Linked DNA regions of Mus musculus: region 2 is linked to region 1. A link is a contact called in public HiChIP or PLAC-seq data. All regions are on one chromosome and are shown on one strand. Each heading gives the region's core, a stretch centred on a gene start, on an enhancer-like site or on the middle of the called end of the contact. The rest is flanking DNA. Distances are from core to core; before and after follow the strand shown. Region 1 overlaps Rps6ka1 (ribosomal protein S6 kinase polypeptide 1). Region 2 has its middle 11 kb from the start of Srsf10.

Region 1 (5,353 bases), core at 2,093-4,592:
ATGAGGACGGAACAGGGGACAGTAAAGGTTAAACTAAAAAACCTGAACCTTCAGGAGAAGCCAAAGCTTTCCCACATTTCATCACTGACTCCCCCTACCCATCAAAACTTTCCCGCAAGCGTTAGACACCGGTCTCTCCTTGGGACACGGCTTACAGCTCCTGGCCCCTGCTTTCTTCAGGTGGGAGACAACTGTCCTGCTACAGAGCTGCAGTTAAGATGCTGTCGCTGCCCAGAGGTGCAGAGACGGTTGAGGGTGAAGACCTTCTGGATGAAGACAGTCCAGCTGGGTCTTGAAGATGAACAGGCATGCGATAGACAGAAAGGGACAGAAAGGGTCCACGCTGAGAATGAGCGGTGTAAGCAAGGCCCATGGGAAGTGGGGTAATGGCTCCGTGCAAGTCACCTGCTCCCAGGCAAAATGTCTACCTCAGTATCTGCCTCTCCCCTGCCAAGATGAAGGTTCAAACCATCCCCTTGGAAGTATGTCTCCGGGCGCGCCAAATGGGCCATGGAGAAAGGACACTGTAAACAAAACCTCTTTCTATTTAGACCACAGGCGCTCCCCAGGGCAGGCTGAAGGAAGAGGGCCCTTCATGCATCCCAGGCGCTAAGCAGGTAGTCTGGCCAGTTCCGGTCATCCACAGAAGCAAGCATCTCAATACCTGAGGCTCCCCATAGCCCAGAGTCACATCCTGCCCAGGCTGGAAGGCCAGGGGGAGCATAAGGGATCCGGGAGGGATCAGGGTTTCATAAACAGGAAGAGAAGAGGGGAGGCGGGAGATACTCTGCTCTCAAAATAGACCTGCAGGCACTTCAAAGGGGTCCAGCTCCGGAGATAGCCAGAGGAGGGGGCCTGGGTTACCCAGGCTGCTCCCAGGAGGGGAGGGGGGAGTGTAAGTGGAGCCCTGATGTTTCTGAGTATCCAAAGAGCGTTTGCCTACACCATCAATGCCAAACTCCAACTCTGTCCATCTGTAATGGATAAAGGAGCCAGCATTAGATAGCAACACTGGGTACAGACCTTGAGGAATACTGTTTGTTGGTTTGGGGTTTTTTTAAGGTTTATTTATTGATTATGTTAAGTGCACTGTAACTGTCTTCAGATGCACCAGAAGAGGACATCAGATCCCATTACAGATCTGCGAGCCACCATGAGGTGGCTGGGATTTGAACTCAGGATCTTTGAAAGAGTAGTCAGTGCTTTTAACTGCTAAGCCGTCTCTCCAGCCCCTTGATGAATACTGTTAATTTGTACACAGCACAATCTCTCTTCTAGGTGGCCCTAAGAGCTATTTTATTTTTTTTCCTTGTTTTGTGGCAAGGCCTTACTGGCCTGGAACTTGCTATGTAGACCAGGCTAGCCTAGAACTCACAGATATCCACCTGCCTCAGCCTCCAAATGATTAAGGGCCTGTGTCATCATGCCCAGCAAAATAGGCTCTGTTCTGTCCTTTGAAGGAGCAACTTGTCCTTGGCTAGACAAACAGAGAACAGGAAGAGAGCCCAGATTGCCTGGCTCCCAAGTCTCATCTCCACATGGAAGGCCTGCGTCCATCTCTGGCTACTCAAAGCCCAGGCAACTGCTAATGCCCCAGGGAAGGTAGGCCGGTGGCCCAGAGCCCACCCAACCTTCCTTCGCTTGCCACACACAGCAGAGACCACCTCTCTGCTCCACATTCAGCCATGAGCTCAGGTGACACTGGCTGAAGATGCCTGGACCACTCATCACTCTCCAGAGAAGAATGTGGGGATCCAGAAGCTGTGTGTCCATGCCCATGTGATCTTCCCATCTTAGCACCAACTGCAGTGTTCCTGCCTCTGCCCTCCCTCCATGCCTGGATGCTCTCTGAGGCTGTGTGGTGTCCAGTGCCCCTGGGTGAGGTTGCGTCTCTCAGTGAAACAATATAACGCACCAAGTGTGCGCTGAAGGACAGTTGGCCGGTTCCATGCACTACACAACAATGAGGTCCTACAGCAGGATTAGCGCCCCCTAGTGTACCAAGCACAGAAGTAGCCAGTGAGAACCCTTGAGCCAGTCAGGGCTGAGTTTGCACTCAGACCTAGCTGGCACCTGGGGTGGTAGATACCCACTGTTCTTCCTCTTCAGGAACTCAGCAGCCAGGGAGGAATGTGGTTTCGGTCAAACAAAGCTTGACCCCATCACTGGTGTGACATAAGGCTTCATTTTTCTCATCTGGGAAAAATGTTCTACCTCCGAAATTGTGCACAGGGCAGGAGAGATTGCTCTTTGGTTAAGAACTTTGTTCTTCCTGAGGACCCAGGTTTGATTCCCAACACCTACTTAGCCACTAACACTCATCTCTAATTCCAATTCCAGAGGACCTGACACCCTCTTCTGGTCTCCTCGGGCACCACACCCGTGAGGCACAGACATGCATGAAAGCAAGACACCTATGCGATAAAATAAAAATAAATCTAAAACAATAAATAAATGAGCTTCTCGTTTGATGCCAGGCACAGTTCAGTTTCCACTGTGTGGCATCTGAGCACCGCCCCAAGTCATACTCTCTCCACCCTGGGACCTTCCACCTCAGAGCAGGGCCTTAGACTGTGGAATGAGCACAGGTTCGTGCTTCAACAAACTTCCTGTCCATCTGCCCCTCTCTTGATTTGGTTTTGAGACAGAGGTTCAAGTAGCTCAGGCTAGTCTAAAACGCACTGTTTACTACATAGCTCAGGCTAGTCCAAAACTCACTATACACCAGAGATGATTTTGAACTCTTTTTTTCTCCTCTTTCTACCTCCCTAGAACTGGGATTACGGCCTATCTCCAGACCTGGCCCTTCTGACCCTTGAGATACCAAGTAGAGCTCACTACTAGTTCCCCCAAACCTCTACTGTGACCCCTTGAATCTTCAAACCTAAGATCTAAGTGCCTTGGTCTCCAATAGGGACACAATGGATCACTGTGGGTTTTTTGTTTGTTTCCTGAGACAGGGTTTCTCTGTGTAGCTGTGGCTATCCTGAACTCACCCTGTACACCAGGTTGGCCTCACAGAGCACAGGGAGTAAAAGGCCTGCACCACCACTCCCCAGCTCCTCCCCCATTTTATTACAAGGAAACTAGGAGCAACTCTCCAAACACGGTCAGAGATAACAAAGGTCCAAGCAACAAGGCTTACCGGCCCCCATGGCTCTGTTGCCACAGTAACCAACAGCAGGAGTGGGCAAGGGCCTACTTCTACACATGCCCCACCACACCCAGCTCAGCTACCTTATCTTAGGAAACTAAGTCGAAGTAAACCTCAGAGCCAAGCCTGACTCTAAATCAAAGGTCACATTTACAGCTGGGCTGACCTAGGCCTGGAAGGCGGGGCCTTGGGCAGGAAGTTGAACAGAGCAACACACCAGGGTAGTTCCAGCGTGTGCCAGGAGGTTACCATGTCAGGTCCTTCACTTCAGTCCTAGGTTACTCCCCAACTTTCAGATGAGGACAGAAACGGAAAAGCTCTTGGGTGGGGCGGGGTACCTGGAATCTGGGTTTACAGAGACCCTGCCCAGAGGGCTTTCAAAGCCTCTCAATGGCATTATCTCTGTGACCTAACAGCGCTCTCGCTCTCTCTCTCTCTCTCTCTCTCTCTCTCTCTCTCTCTCTCTCTCTCTCAATCTGTGTGTGTGACTTAGGCGTGGTTCTTCCTACTACAGAGATGAGAAAGGCAGGGCTCAGAGAGGACAAGGTACCCAACGAAGGTCGCATAGGAGCTTTTGGCAATGTATAACAGCAAGGTGGACAGGTGAGATAGCTCAGTGGATAAAGGCAGTGACTGGTAAGCCTGACAAACTGCCTTTGATCCCTGGCATGTGCCTGACAGAAGGAAAGAACCGACCTCAGCAAGTTGTCCTCTGACCTCCACACATGCCTAGGGACATGCACGCGAGCACACATACACACAAAAGCATACACAAAATTATTAAATCAAAGTATAGTACTGGTTTTGGGCTGGACATGGTGGTATACACCTTTAACTCTAGCACTTGGGAAGCCACGCAAGGCAAATGGATCTCTGAGTTTGAGGCCAGCCAGAGTTACACGCCAAGACCCTGTCTAAAAAAAATTAATTAAAAAAAAGAACAACAGGCCAGGCGGTGGTGGCGCACGACTTTAATCCCAACACTCGAGAGGCAGAGGCAGGTGGATTTCTGAGTTTGAGGCCAACCTGGTCTACAGAGTGAGTTCCAGGACAGCCAGGGCTACACAGAGAAACCCTGTCTCAAAAAACCAAAAAAAACAAAAACAAAAAAAGTACTAATTTTTTTTTTTTAAATAAAAACTAGGAAGGGGTAAAGGACTGGCAGGCTAGAGGGAAGCCGCCCGGGGAAGCAGAGACAGCTGGGATAAATGGCTACACCTTGTTCTGGGAGCTGGGAGTCTCAAGAAGCCATCTGAGAGGCACTGGGCACGGTCAGGCTAGAAAAGCCACCAGGTTCCCGGTCCTACCACTCCAATTCATAGAGCCAAATGCTACCAAGCCCCTGTGGCACCCGCTCCCACCAAGGAGCTCAGCACGACACACAGAACTCACCAATCATTCCGTAGGCACAAACTGAGAGGACATAACAAACCCAGGAAGTGCTGTGGTGTGTGGGGGTCACAGCCAGAACTCCTGGGTCCTGAGCCTGCTCCTGGCCCTTCCTGGACCACACCTTGGAGCCCAGGAGTGAAAGCTCCCTCACCTTTGAGGTAGGAAAGCTGAAAGCAGCAGTCTCTGTCCTGAGCAGAGACAGAGTCAGAGGAAGAGAGCCGAGCTTGGCAGAGGGATGAGAGACGGGGGCCTCCACATCTCCTCTCTCCTCTCTAACCCAGACCTCACTGAAGTCTCCAGTCCTCACCTTGGATGGCTGAAGTCCAGCTTCTTCCCCTGAAGTCTGGCCATTCTGAAAAAGAGAAACAAAAGGAGAACGTCACAGTTTACCTGCAGAGAGAGAGACAGACAGACAGACAGACACACACACACACCCTGAGACACTCCATCTTTGGCTGCTCCCAATAGCCAGGGAGGCAGAGGCGACCAATCCATTCTACGCGGGTCCCCTCCACCCCTGCTTCAAGATGCAAGAATCAAGTTCTCGGCAACAGCCCCTCCCAACCCCAGAAGGATAGTCCTAGGACCCAGGTCTCAGCTCAAGTATTACCTCTTCCTAGGGAGAAGGAAGGGGCTCACACAGAGCCAAGCTCCGCCATATTGTTGGTGCAACCTTCTGCAAACTAACCATGAGAGGCCTGTGTCCCTATCTGGACCACTGGAATCGATACCCTAGCTTCCCAAAATTGCTCTAAGGATGGAATTAGACAAGGTTGGGGCAGGTGTCCCCTGCTGGTGGCTTCCCCG
Region 2 (5,353 bases), core at 1,033-3,532, 2.0 Mb after region 1:
TAAGGATGTCTTCATCCTCCTGTAGCCTCCTACCTCATGACCCCTCCTATGTATTTTGCAAGTATTCTGATGCCTGACGACAGAAGCTTAATTCTTTCGATGGTAAAGGTCTTCCAGGATAACTTGAATCCATGTTCACCCGTACTTAGCTCAGAACAAACAATCTTATTTCCTGCGAGGAGAGCCAGTACGACCTTGACACTTGCTACGGTGAAAGGGGGAAGAGATCATGAAAAAGAAGGCCCTTGTTTTGGGAGAAGAAAACAAAGACTGTTTACAGGATCAGGCAAATATTCAAGGTAAACTGACATTTCACTAAAAACCTTTCTTGGGAGTGTTGGCTTTGGAAGCCAGCCTGCTTACTCTAGACTGCATCCTCCAAGGAACTCAGCCTAACCCTGGCACTGCCACACAGAGCAAAGGCTGTGAAAGAGTGCAGCCCTAGGATTCAGGACTGGCATTAAACAAAACCGGTGACAAAAACAGTTTAAAAGTCCCCGTGAAGCCGGGCATGGTGGCGCACGCCTTTAATCCTAGCACTTGGGAGGCAGAGGCAGTCGGATTTCTGAGTTTGAGGCCAGCCTGGTCTACAGAGTGAGTTCCAGGACAGCCAGGGCTACACAGAGAAACCCTGTCTCGAAAAACCTAAAAAAAAAAAAAACAAAAATAAAAGTCCCTGTGGAGCCAGGGGTGGCTTACACCTTTCAATGCAGCACCTGGGAAACAAAGGCAGGTGAATCTCTCTAAATTCAAGGCTAGCCTGGTCTGGTTGGCTAGTTCCAAGACAACCAGAACTCCATAGGGAGATCCAGTCTCCTCAAACCATGGTAATAATAATAGAAAAATGTCACTTGAATTAAGAAACCATTACTAATGTTACTAAGACCCTTTAAAGACACTGCAAAAGGTTTTGGAAATACTACGGCGAAAAGGCAGCTGGAGAGCTGGCTTGGCAGTGAGGAGCACGTACGGCTCTCTCAGAGGAGCCAAGTTCAGTTCCTAGCATCCGTGTTGGGGAAGAGCCTGGATCTCTAGCAGCAGGGGATCTAAAACCATCTTCTGGCCTCCAGTGGCAATCATGTGGTCAAACCCCTTCCCCCTCCCCACTCACATAATCATAAAATAAATCATTAAAAAATAAATCATTTCTAAGAAGCTGGTTATAAAATGATATAAGCATCTTTCTTCCTTTCTTTCTTTCTTTCTTTCTTTCTTTCTTTCTTTCTTTCTTTCTTTCTTTCTTTCTTTCTAACAAGCTCTTATGTAGGCTAGGCTGGTCTTGAATTTGCTGCATAGCAAAAAAAATCCTTTAACTCCAGATCTTCCCGCTTTCACCTCCCAAGTTCTAGGATTATGGACGTGCTACTACCACACTCATCTATTTTTTTTTTTAATGTTTTCTTTTTTTTTAATGATTTATTTATTTAATATATATGAGTCCACACTGTAGCTGTACAGATGGTTGTGAGCCTTCGGGTCGTTGTTGAGAACTGAATTTAGGACCTCTGCTCGCTCTGGTCATCCCTGCTCACTTTAATAAATAAGTACACTGTAGCTGTCTTCAGAAACACCAGAAGAGAGCATCAGATCTTATTACAGGTGGTTGTGAGCACCATGTGGTTGCTGGGATTTGAACTCAGGACCGTTGGAAGAGCAGTCAATGCTCTTACCCGCTGAGCCATCTTGCCAGCCCCCAAATGTTTTCAATGATTTGTTTAGCAATGCTGGTGTTGTACCTGAGGGTCTAGGCAAGCCTGGTATCACAGCAATGGTAGGGTTTCATGTTGCCCAGGCTAGCCTCTGATTCACTCTGTAGCTGAGGATGATCTTGAATTTCTGATCATCTTGACTCCTCCCTCCACCACCCAGTGCTGGTCTAGCAGGTCTTTACCACCACATCCAGTCTATTCCAGTTAATGTCATGCTAGGGATCAAACACAGGGCTTCCTGCACGCTGGACAGGCACAATACCAACAGAGCTACAGCCACTGTCCTAGTTCATTTTCTAAGACAGAGACTTGCTATATGATGCTCACTGATCTAATGCTCACTTGTCTGTGGCCTACAATAGCCTCCAACTCTTGGAAACGCTCCCGCCCCGGGCTTTCAGAAGCCGGAATCCTGGGTGTGTGGCACCACAACTGGCTCAGGATTAGACCTTTCAAATCACTGTAAACAACTCAAGTGAAAATCCCTCACAGCACACCTTTGGAGGAGCGTTTAAAAGGGGGTGACTCAGCCAGGGAGACTGTGGGGTGGGAGGAAAGGCTGGAAGGTGTCCCAGAAGGCCAATAGAGGAAGTGGAGGGGCGTTGAATTAGTCAGGACACACTCAAGAAAGGAAACCTGCAGGGTGTGGCAGAGCATGCCTTTGATCCCAGTACTCCAGAGGCAGAGACAAGTAGATGTCTCTGATTTGTTTTTTTGGTTTTTTTGGTTTTTTTGTTTTTTGTTTTTTTTGTTTTTTTTTTTTTTTGAGACCATCCAGGACAACACTGTGAGACCCTGTCTCAAAAAAATAAGAGAGCAATAATGAACTGGGTCTCAGAGTACTGTTACAGGCTGAATGTTAATGGTCCCCCACAGGCTCACATTAATGGGCATTTGGTCTCCAGCAGGTGGAACTGCTTTGGAAGGTTATAGAGTCTTGGGGCCTAATGGAAGGAATTGTGTTACTGAGCAACAGGCCTATAGGTTTAGACTCCAGCCAAGGCTAACTCCCACCACCTACTTCCTTGGTGACTTCCACCACCATTGTAGTGGTTTGAATGAGTGGTCCCTATAGGCTCATATATTTGAGTGTTTAGTCATTTGGGAGTGGCACTATATGGGAAGGATTAGGGGGAGTGGCCTTGTTGGAGTAAATGGCTCACTGGTAGTGGGGCTTTGAGGTTTCAAAAGTCTAAATTAGGCCCAGTGTCATTCTCTCTGTTGCTTGTGGATATGGTTGTAGGACTCGCAGCTACTTCTCCAGCACCATGTCTGCCTGTGCGTCACCATGCTCCCCAACATGGTGATGATGGACTCAACCATTGAATTGTAAGCAAGCCCCAGTTAAATGCTTTCTTTTTAAGGAGTTGCCATGGTGATGGTGCCTCTTCACAGCAGTAGGATACAGACTCAGACAACCATCCTGCCATGGTGGGCTGTATTTCCTCAAACCATGAGCCAAGTGAATTATTCTTCCCTTATGTTGCTTCCTTCAGGACCACTCAGAGGTTCATACCTACGAAACCTCAGTGGACCTGGGGTGAAGGAGGAAGGCAGTTATGCAGTTACCCAAAGCTCAAAGGCACAGTGTCCCTAAGGCTTGTGTTGGCAGAAGCCAATTTCTATATTTTCAAGCCTTTGTTCCTGCAGCTACCACCCAGATCCATTGATGTCATTGTCACTAGAGACAATACTCTTAGTGTCATTTATCTCTGCTACCAAAGATGCCACCAGAATCCAGAAGCAGAAAGGATATCATACACATACACACACATATAATATACACACACACACATATATACACACATATATACATACATACACACATATACATACACATATATATATACATACACACACATATATACATACACATATATACACACACATATATACACACACATATATACACACATATATACACACACATATATGCACACACACATATATACACACATATAAACATACATATATATATAAATATACACACATATACACATATACACACATATATACATATACATTACACACACACACACACACATACACACACACATCAAAGCTTTTTGTCAGCAATAACCTGAGTAGAAGACAGCTAGACAAGAGCCAGGAAAGTACAGTTTGTCTTTCTCTGATGCGTAGCAGAGTGAGGGCAGGCAGGCAGGCAGGCGGGTGGGTGGGTGGGCGGGAGGGGCTGAGTACAGCAGATAAATAATCAGCACTGTCTGACTCTGTGCTCACTCAGTGTTCTGTACTCCTTACACTCCTGAGTCTTAACTATTACAATTGTAGCAACCCTATGCTTTCTCCATAAAAGCAGGCAAAAACCCCTCTCACAAAGACCCATTGTCTCCCGGACAGAAATAAGAAGTGAAATTCGTCTTGAAGGCAGCTGGTGGTATAGCCCAGTGATCAAGTATATGTTCAATGTATACAGAAGAAGGCCCTGGGTTCAATGAAGCAGTGAAAAAGGGGGGTTGTTGTTGTTGTGTTTTCAGATTTGTTTGCTCTTATTTATGTATGTGAATGTTTTGCCTGCATGCATGGTTGGGCACCACCTGTATCCCTGTAGAGATCCAATAAGGCGTCAGATCTCCTGGAAATGGAGTTACAGGTGGTTGTGAGCCGTCCTATGGGTGCTGGGGATTGAACCCAGGTCCTCTGCAGGAATAAGTGCTATTAATGGCTGAGCCATCTTTCCAGTCCCCTAAAAAGCTTTTGAGGGAGAAAGCAGACTGGCTCTCTTTACTATCACTAGGCGATAAGTCCTGGTAGCAGTTCATCTTTCTTGTGAGCATAACTGAGCATCGAGAATCACCATGGAAACACACATCCAGGTGTGAGTGTGGAAAACACACATCCAGGTGTGGGTGTGGAAGTCCTTCCAGAAAGGTTCGATTGACAGTAAAGACCTACTAGAAAGGTCATGCCATCTACCTATGCCACCTTGCCATGCGCTGGGGCTGTGGACTGAACACCAGCAACTAACTCTCTCTCTCTCTCTCTCTCTCTCTCTCTCTCTCTGTCTCTGTCTCTCTCTCTCCCTTTCTCCTGCCTGACTGTAGATATATCATGACCAGCCACCTCATGCTCCTGCTAACACACCTACCACACCTTCCCCACCATTATGGATTATAGCCCTTAAAGCTCTGAGCCAAATATGGGCTGGAGAGGGTGGTTCAGTGGTTAGGAGCACTGACTGCTCTTCCAGAGGTCCTGAGTTAAATCCCCAGCACCCATACCATGGCTCACAAACCACCTGTAACTCCATTCCTCTTCTGACCCCTGAGAACACCAGGCAGGCACACAGTGCACAGACATATATATCCAAAAAACAAAATAAAACCATACACATAAAGCTTAAAAAAAAAAAACAACCTATTAGCTAAAATTAACACTTCCTCCCGTGAGTTGCTTTTGTCAGAAAACTAACTGCAGTTCTCTCTAGCCCAGTCACACTCCCATCTGCATATCTGCATAGCCTGTAAAATTCAAAGATTAACTGGAGTCAGGTACTATACTGTCCTTATTTCATAATTTTTTTTTCATGATACATTCAATGGCCCTATTTGCCCAGGAGCAGAAATTGAATCAAAACCATCCAAATGCCACGACCTCGTCTGACTTCCCAGACGCCTCTGCTT

What was found. HiChIP or PLAC-seq counts read pairs in DNA pulled down with a chosen protein or histone mark.
Region 2: a FOXA1 HiChIP or PLAC-seq map of pancreatic cancer cells shows a contact between it and region 1. The contact joins two enhancer-like sites. A contact is called at or near these places in 1 of 115 datasets of contacts at active chromatin or transcription factors (pancreatic cancer cells) and 1 of 9 other capture datasets (pancreatic islet).

Annotation. Positions count from the first base shown.
Region 1 is chr4:133,876,064-133,881,416 of GRCm38.p6, forward strand. It overlaps Rps6ka1 (ribosomal protein S6 kinase polypeptide 1), which reads right to left. Exons shown (of 22, transcript NM_009097.5): 2 at 4,854-4,898. It overlaps Gm12977 (a long non-coding RNA gene), which reads left to right. Exons shown (of 3, transcript XR_001784569.2): 3 at 181-3,059. Among named protein-coding and RNA genes, the nearest start is that of Gm12977, 6.8 kb to the left of the region's middle. Within about 2 kb of position 3,343, at least 128 of the 459 cell types and tissues checked have an H3K27ac peak or open chromatin away from gene starts, as enhancers often do. A contact at or near this core is called in pancreatic cancer cells, where this site is marked.
Region 2 is chr4:135,842,364-135,847,716 of GRCm38.p6, forward strand. No RefSeq gene overlaps it. Among named protein-coding and RNA genes, the nearest start is that of Srsf10, 11 kb to the right of the region's middle. Within about 2 kb of position 2,283, at least 18 of the 459 cell types and tissues checked have an H3K27ac peak or open chromatin away from gene starts, as enhancers often do. A contact at or near this core is called in pancreatic cancer cells, where this site is marked.